Regions from separate parts of the Astyanax mexicanus genome. Here region 2 is linked to region 1. The links are chromatin contacts, called in public Hi-C maps. All regions are on one chromosome and are shown on one strand. The core of a region is the stretch at or near the end of the contact, and the rest is flanking DNA. Distances in the headings are between cores, read along the strand shown.

What was found. Hi-C and Micro-C count contacts between places; a contact is called where the count stands out from the background.
Region 2: a Hi-C map of muscle shows a contact between it and region 1, with 8 times the contacts expected there. The contact joins the promoter of mis18bp1 here to the promoter of lrr1 in region 1. A contact is called at or near these places in 2 of 3 Hi-C or Micro-C datasets (both in muscle).

What each region holds. Positions count from the first base shown.
Region 1 is chr14:45,046,503-45,050,560 of AstMex3_surface, reverse strand. lrr1 (leucine rich repeat protein 1) reads right to left here and starts at 2,150. Exons shown (of 4, transcript XM_007258892.4): 1 at 1,292-2,150; 2 at 1-23. The coding sequence starts at 1,474.
Region 2 is chr14:45,359,999-45,364,056 of AstMex3_surface, reverse strand. mis18bp1 (MIS18 binding protein 1) reads right to left here and starts at 2,156. Exons shown (of 18, transcript XM_049463540.1): 1 at 2,057-2,156; 2 at 917-1,548; 3 at 685-804. The coding sequence starts at 1,472. It overlaps im:7136021, which reads left to right and starts at 3,152. Exons shown (of 4, transcript XM_007257898.4): 1 at 3,152-3,988. The coding sequence starts at 3,328.

The DNA of each region.
Region 1 (4,058 bases), core at 901-3,400:
AACTTCTCAATATTCTCCTTCAGCTTTAAAGTGTAATAAGACAGGGGGACAGACAGTTACGCTGAGTGTTATGTTAAGGGGTTGCAGCAAATTAGTCGCAACATGCATTACTTTATGATACTTCTCAGAGGTGAACAAGAAAGGAAAACTCACTTGTGAACCTGTATTTGATTAAACTTAAAAGTTGCAATAATCCTTCAACTTATTAATAGCTACCTGAAAATACCTCAATTAAATAGTTTGTCTCACTTAGTGACTCTTAAGAGTCTTTCCATCTAAAATGAGTCTTGTTACAAATATGCTATTAGAATAGCTAACTATTTCGTCCTGATGAGAGCCAGTTTCATCATAATAAGGTTTTGATGGTCTTTGTGACTGTACTTGAGTTTCGACTGACCTTCATATCTGACAGCTGTTGTCTGTCACAATAGACCAGCCAATGAAACCAGCCAATGAACAACCTTATACACCAATTAAACAGTAGCTCGGATCCTGTCCACTACACTGGAAAAACAGTAGTACTATAGCCATTAGGCAAGGTAGCAGATATGTTTTTAGTAATTTACTGTGATGTAGGACACTCTTTAATCATTCTTTTACTGTTTTGGATGGTTCATGAAATCAAAAGCTCAATATAAAATCTACAATCTTACACACAGACTTTCATTACAATGGAAATAAATATAAACTACTTAATATTTTAGTTGGATAGATTTATTTGCTATATAGATTTTATAGTATAATATTAGAGTCTTCTTTTCTGTTCATTACAGACAGAAAGCAGCATTCTTATACCTTTATTTTTCCATCACATGAAGAGTAGAAGATTTTTTAAATAATAAACTTTTGAGTTCAGCACAGCTGTTAACTGAAAGTTTTTCCAAGTGACTCTACATTTAAAAAAAACTGACCGATAAAATCCAGCCAAGCAAATGTGCAAAGCTGCCATCTAAGGAAGAGGTGCTACTTTAAAGAATCTAAAATCTTAAACATACTCTGGTCACAGATTCACAGATTTTATATAGGTTACAAATTGGTGCCCAAATAGTTTAAAATTGGTGCCCAAATAGCCCAAGAGCCCCTAAGGGATTATTTTATTTTTTCCAACTGAATGAATTGCATCAAGACTCTAAGCTAACAGAAGCTTTTAGAGAGTGTTTTGATTTCCAGTGTAATAAAATTCTCCTGCATTCAGAACATTATATACAATAAAAAACACTGAATTTAAGGTGCGTCCAACTTTTGACGGGTACTGGTTAGTTTAGGGAACCAAGTGTATGCAGGCATGTACCTTGTATTTGGATCCAGCTCTATCTTTTGCAGTACAGATCAGTAAATAGACATTGCTTCGCTTGCTGGTTTTATCCACGTGTTTCCCGATGGACAGCACGGCCCTGGTTCCTTTCCCCTTTCCCTTGAGCCCAAACGTTGGCAGCATCCGATTTATAACCTCGACATCGCACTGGAGCTTCATCGCTGCCCTGTCAAGGATACTGACTAACTGACTGACTGCTTCAGTTGCACAAGAAGACCTGTCTCACTACAACAGTTACAGTCAGCTAGCTGGTTAGTTCGCTGCTAATTACAACAAAGAGAAAATGTGTACAGACTATGAGCTAGCTAACGCTAACTAGCTAAGGTTAACTAAACATCTACAGCTAGCGTAACTAGCTAAGCTAACCTACTAAACCCTTCCCTCACACACATCCACCATCAAAAGTTGGTTGACGCCAGCTAAAGCTAGTTAGCCAAGCTGTCACAGCCTCGATTAACACGTTTAAACACAGCGAATCTAGTTTAACCAGTTAGCTACGCGTGTCCCACATAGTGATAACAGTGTCAGGCGCTCAAACGAACAAATCTGTTCTAAAATATGAACGCTAGCTGAACTAGTGCTAACGTTAACTAGCCCACCTATAAAGCACACCAAACTTTCATAAAGCTGTCATGTTTTCCGAAACCCTTAGCTAACCTAGATTACCCACACGCAAATACGCTTTCCAGTACAGTACAGCAAAGCTCACACACCGCGACAATTAATAATATCAGCTAAATAACTCACAATGCGATGTAAACAGAGGAAAAAAACACAATGCCAAGCTGAACGAGGGAGCCAACTAGCCCGCGTTTGTAAGCGCAAGCGCACAAGCGGCTCGTCAGAGACTGACCTTACCAACATGGCTGCGTGTTTGTATTATAGAATAAATATTTTACATTAGAATATGTTCACATGAAATAGGCCTGTCGCGATATAATAGTTACATTATCGACTTTTCGTACAACAAATGGACATGATTTAAATTATATTTGATATATAATATTGTCTACATACAGTTGCGATGTGGACTGCTATGGAGGACAAAAAATGACATAATTATATATAAATAATAAATTATAAATAGATTTTTGTATAGATAAATTAATACATTTATTAATATAAAATATATATTTTTTAAATTATACAAATTATCTAAAAATTATAGCAGAAATCTATTTCCATATGTCCACGCATCAACTTTTATTTGGGGCTATTTCTGCATTTATTTATTTATTGATGTATTGATGTATAAACACATTTATTGATTAATAAATTAATTTAAACATGTTTACATTTATTTATTTATTTATTTCCACATTTATGCAGAAATACAGAAATACATAAATGTGGAAATAAATAAATAAAAACATGAATGAATAAATAAATAAATGTAGAACTAAATAAATGAATAAATAAAGAAATGTTAAAATAAATAAATAAATGGCAATAGGTGAAGAAAAAAAATATATATATATACATTTGTTGTCTTTAAAATGCCATAGTTGTTTTGTTGTGCTATTATATTATGCTATTTTACTAACCACTAACGATAAATCACCCACAAAAATGTTATTATAACAGGTCTATATTCATGTATGGTATAGTACAACTGTAATATCAAATTTAATCATTCGAAAATAAGGAAAATGGAAAAGAAAGGTGAAAGTACGCTGAAGTAAAAAAGAGCCAAGAAAATAAATCATTGTATTAAAATTTTATTAAATAAAGTGCATATGTTCATTGCTTTAACAGCTTTTTTTAGGTCTACTTTTAAACACAGTAAATGCATGTTCTGAATTCGTAAACTTAACACTGGAACAATGATCAAAGTGAATATAAATAAATGTAATATTAAGGTCAATAAGGGTCAATAAATAAATGGATCAATAAATCTACATTAAACCCCTCGTATCCGCTTCGCGTTTGGCCGTTTAACCTGTGAACCCTGGTGCTGTCAAAAACAAACAGGCTTCCGTAGAACAGTGATGGAAGAGCCGATTCATTTGGAGGAACCGATTCTTTTGACCTCGCATGACCTGAGCGCCACAGTTTACACTGATCGAGTCAAGTGAACTTTATTTACAGTAGACCCTTCATCCCTAAAGAGAAGGAATGGAAATGTTTGTCTTTAAAATGATATAATTGCTTTGATATGATATTTGTTAATAATGTAATATTACAATTAATCCAGGCCCAAAAAAGATCTTATTGTGCCAGGCCTACAAGTAATTATAATCATGCCAAATTTACAGATAAAGATTCATTTTTCTCCAAACATTATTTTCTTTTCTTTAAATCTGATATGAATCTCTTTGGGGGAAATATTTTCTGAACAAATTAAAATTGTTTTATTATTATTATGGAATTCGTTAAAACCTTTACATTATAAAGTATTTAAAGTAGTGACAGTTTTGTTTGTTAAAGCTTTATGGTTGTTTGTATTTGTTGTATTTTTCTTGTATTGTGTTTTTGGAAGTGAATAAACGAGAAAATAATAAAACAACACCTGAAGCTCTGGAAAAAATAAGAGACCACTTAAAATGAGCTTGGTAAAGTTAAATGATGAGTTTCTTTGATTTTACAAATTACCAAACCTCTGGAAAATAATTAAGAGGAAGATGGATGATAACAAGCCACCAAACCAAGCTAAACTGCTTGAATTTTTGCACCAGGATTGTGATTAAAAACCAGGGTTATTCTACCAAATATTGAATTCTGAACTCTTAAAACTTTATGAAGA
Region 2 (4,058 bases), core at 907-3,406, 310 kb before region 1:
TATTAATTTGATCAGTCAGGTATTAAGGAGCAGTAAAGCCACTCTGCTGAAGTACAGAGTTATACAGGAGATTCAGTTTAGCATTACCCGCTAAGCACTAGCCATACGGCCATTTAGAGATCAGCATTATTGGCCTGCAGTCTGCTACTAACCCTGGTTAGCACTGCTGGAGCAGTATTAGCATTAGCCGCTAACCCTGCTAGCCATTGGCCGTTCAGAGGTGAGCATTATTGGCCTGTAGTCTGCTGCTAACCCTGGTTAGCACTGCTGGAGCAGTATTAGCATTGTTCACCAACCCTGCTAGCTATTGGCAGTTCAGAGGTGAGTATTTCAGACTGTAGCCTGTGCCTACATGGGATGAATTGCTAGCGGATATCATCCTGATTTACCAAAACACTTCCTCAGTGTAGCGCTGTCGGACGGCAGTTAGGCGGCATAAGCGGTATAAACCCAAATAAACTTTTTTTTTTTAAGAATTACAGTTTTGTTTACTTCACTTAGCTTAGCTTTAAATGTCTTGGAAATATGGCAACACCCCAGTTTCTAACAAGTGCCGCTTAAAATGTGCCTTATAATCCAGTGGGCCTTGTGTATGAAAACAGACCAGAATAGACGTTCATTGATAGTGCGCCTTATAGTAAGAAAAATACGGTAGCTAGTGTAAAGCAATTATCATATGCATACCTCTCATTAAATCCTTCACATTCCTGACACGACTCGCCCCTTGCTGCTGTTGCCCCTTCTGCAGTTTCGTCGTTGTAAACACATTTTCGGCAGATAGTCTCTCAAGCACGACGACTGGCTCTGAAGAAACAACAAAGGTAATTAAGGCAAAATGCTTTTTCAACTTGTCCGCTTATAACATAAAATCAAATCAAGATTTTTCTAAACAAAGATGGAATGACATACAACTAACCATGAAATAAATCACTATCACTTCTGCCCCCTTGTCTTCCATCTACATTTGCTGCAAGCTCTTCTTTTGGCGATGGGTCTCCTACTTCCCATGTCATACTTGTGGACTCAGGAGGTGAAAGTGTGAGCACATAAGTTTCTTGGTCTTCCTGCATGGTATCTTCAACCGGGGAGTGCTGTACCATTGTGTGTCGGTTTAGTGCATCATCCTTGCCCTCCTCGAGTGTCTGTTGTTGAACCTTTGCCTTTAGCCTGGCAAAAACTTTGGCTGGCGTGTCAGTGAGCGATTTAAATACAGGGATAGGTGCTTGACGCTCAAGAAGTTGGTCATCTGTCACCGTGGAGTTGATAGTGCTCAGCTCACAGGGAATGTGTGGCCCTGAATCAGCTGCATTCTGCACCGTGGAGTTCAGTACCATTAGGTCCTGCCGTCTAGTTCTTGTGTCTGTAGCAGGTTTGATCATACGACCTGTCTTTGCAATCTGACATCCAGGAGTGCCATGATAAGGTTTACGGTGCTGTGGAACCGTGTGATATTCTGATGATGAATGATACATTGGTTTACAAGCAAAATAGCCAGTCCAGTCATTTAATAACAGTTCTGGGATTTATCAGCAATGTCCTACGAGGAGGCTGAGAAACGGAAAAAGGAGAACAAGGGTTTAATTCCCATGTACAACCAAGATTATGGTTAATGCATACCAAATTAAGCAAACTAGGTGTTTTAAAAGGAAACAAAAAAGTGTACAATTGGGATGATTACTGAGGGAAACAAGCATGGTTCTTACTTTAACCCAAGTAAACTGTCGTTCTGGGGAAAAAAATGTTACATTATTTTTATACTCGACTCAATTAGTTAGCTAGCTAACTAACAACATCATGATGACAAAATAACATAAAAAAATGAACAGAAACAGTCTGCATTTTTTTTTTTTTTTTTACCAAGTAAAGTCGTTAACAAACCTGGTAACAACCCAGCTAAAGCTAACCAACAGCCTCGCGATTTCTAACTACTAAACCTACCCAGTACACCTAACGTACAGAACTTAAATATATAACTCTAAAGCGCTGTGCGGGTCTCTAAACTCATTATAACGAGATTAGATATATTTTGCTGTTATGTCTGAGAGCAGAAACTCACTCATTTCTTCAGCAGCAGCTCCTCGGTCTCAGCGAGCGGGGATTTTGAATTTCCCAAACAGCAGCTCTGTCGTCACATCCGCCAGGAAGTAGAAAAGATTTGATGATTCAGTTTTACTGAACCGATTCTGTTCAGTCGCTTCAAGGAATCAAAAGGCAAATGAATCAGAGAATGTGGCTTTTAGTAAGTTAGAGTGAGGCAGTGGTGAATTAAGTGTCATTAATTTACTGAAATATTTGTACATTTATTTTTTTTCTCCACTCCATTACATTTTCTAGTCAAATATGTAACTTTAACTCCACTACATTAAACTATTTTTTTTTATTCTAAAAAAGTATTTACTTTGCTAAATATGTGTGTAATAACCACTTTAAGGCGAAATTAGTAAAAACTAGTAAAAAACGCTTTATTATTTATTGATTTTTCACATTTGGCAAAGTATTTTTTGTTTTATTTCCCTTTTTTCTACGTTTCTATTTCTACCCCTCACAACCAGATTTCGGTTTTCTGACTGTTTGAGGCGGAATCAAACAAACAAACTCGAATGAATCATATTAAATGTGGGCGTGGCAGAAAAGGTGAATTCATTTTTTTATAAATGTATTTATTGACTTTTGCTTATGATATAGTTCAACAAAATAACATATACATAACAGTATACCAAAAATACAAATATATGGAAATATTACCCAGGTACAACATATCACAAATGCATTCAAATAGTAAACCTAACAAGCAAATAATTTAAAAAAGATAAGAAGAAAAACTAAAAAATAGAAATATAAAAAAGGGGGTTCAGATAAAATTGAAAAGCTTTGACATTTCTTTTTTTTTTTGGCGAAAGTTTGCCATGGTGTGTATATAATTATTCAAGTCTGAATAACATAGGGCCACCAAATATATATATGTTATATAATATATATTGAATTTTGAGAGGAATTCTCTTACAACCTTTTTTTTTAATCTAAAAAAAATGATGAACGCAAATAAGGTGAACTCAGATGCTGCAAAACAGGTTCAGTCCCGAGTCGATTCGGATTTTCTTATGAGCTGAAAGGAACCGACTCATCGGAACGAATCATTCACGAGTGGCTGACTGTCTGCACATGTGTGTTTACATGTGGCGCGTGCGCACGTCATCTCAGTAACTGGCTCTCCATCATCATCATCTATCTACAGGTCAGAAACACAGCGTGGAGAAACTGATCTACAGCTCCGGCTACATGTGTCTCTAGCTCAGCTCCTGTGTTTTATTTAAGCTGGTGAAGATAATGGTAGATGTGGGGCTGCCGGAGGAGGTGTGGGTCCATGTGTTCGGGTTCCTCTCCTCTGCTGATAAACTCAGCGCGCGCTCGAGCTGCAGGTTCTTCAGGAGGCTGATAGACCAGCCCGCCCTGTGGAGGAACAGCACGGTGTACCTGGAGAAACCGAGCTCCTACAGGTCGCACTTCTGGAGGACTCTGGGCCGGAGGAGGACCAGCTCGGCTGTGGTGCTGAAGGGGACTAAAGTGCGCGAGTGGACCGAGCTCGCGCGCCGGTTGCCCTGGCTGGTGTCGCTCACTCTGCGCGCGTGCGGTAACCCTGAAGTTCTGGAGGCTCTGGCTGAGTTTAAGAAGCTGCAGCGGCTCGAGATTCGCCTCTGCTGCTGCCCGAGCCTGAGTAACTCACTGACCGCGCTCTCACAGCTCACTCACCTGGGCTTCTGCGAGGTCTCCTGCGCTCCTGGAGCAGATATCACCGGCGCTGTGTCCCAGCTCTCCAACCTCACATCCTTCAGCTACCATGAGGGAAATAAACTCATCCCTAAAGCAGCTCTTCATAAACTACTGCGGAACCTGACCAACCTGAAGCGCCTGTCCTTAAAACTGCTCACCATGCAGGGCTCCCTGCCCTCTGATTACCTGTGTCCAGCTAAAACTAACTGGCAACCTGGTATGTTAAAGGTTTTCACTACAAACAGAACATCATGGAGCTCAAAAACATTTTTTTAAATATTTTTTCT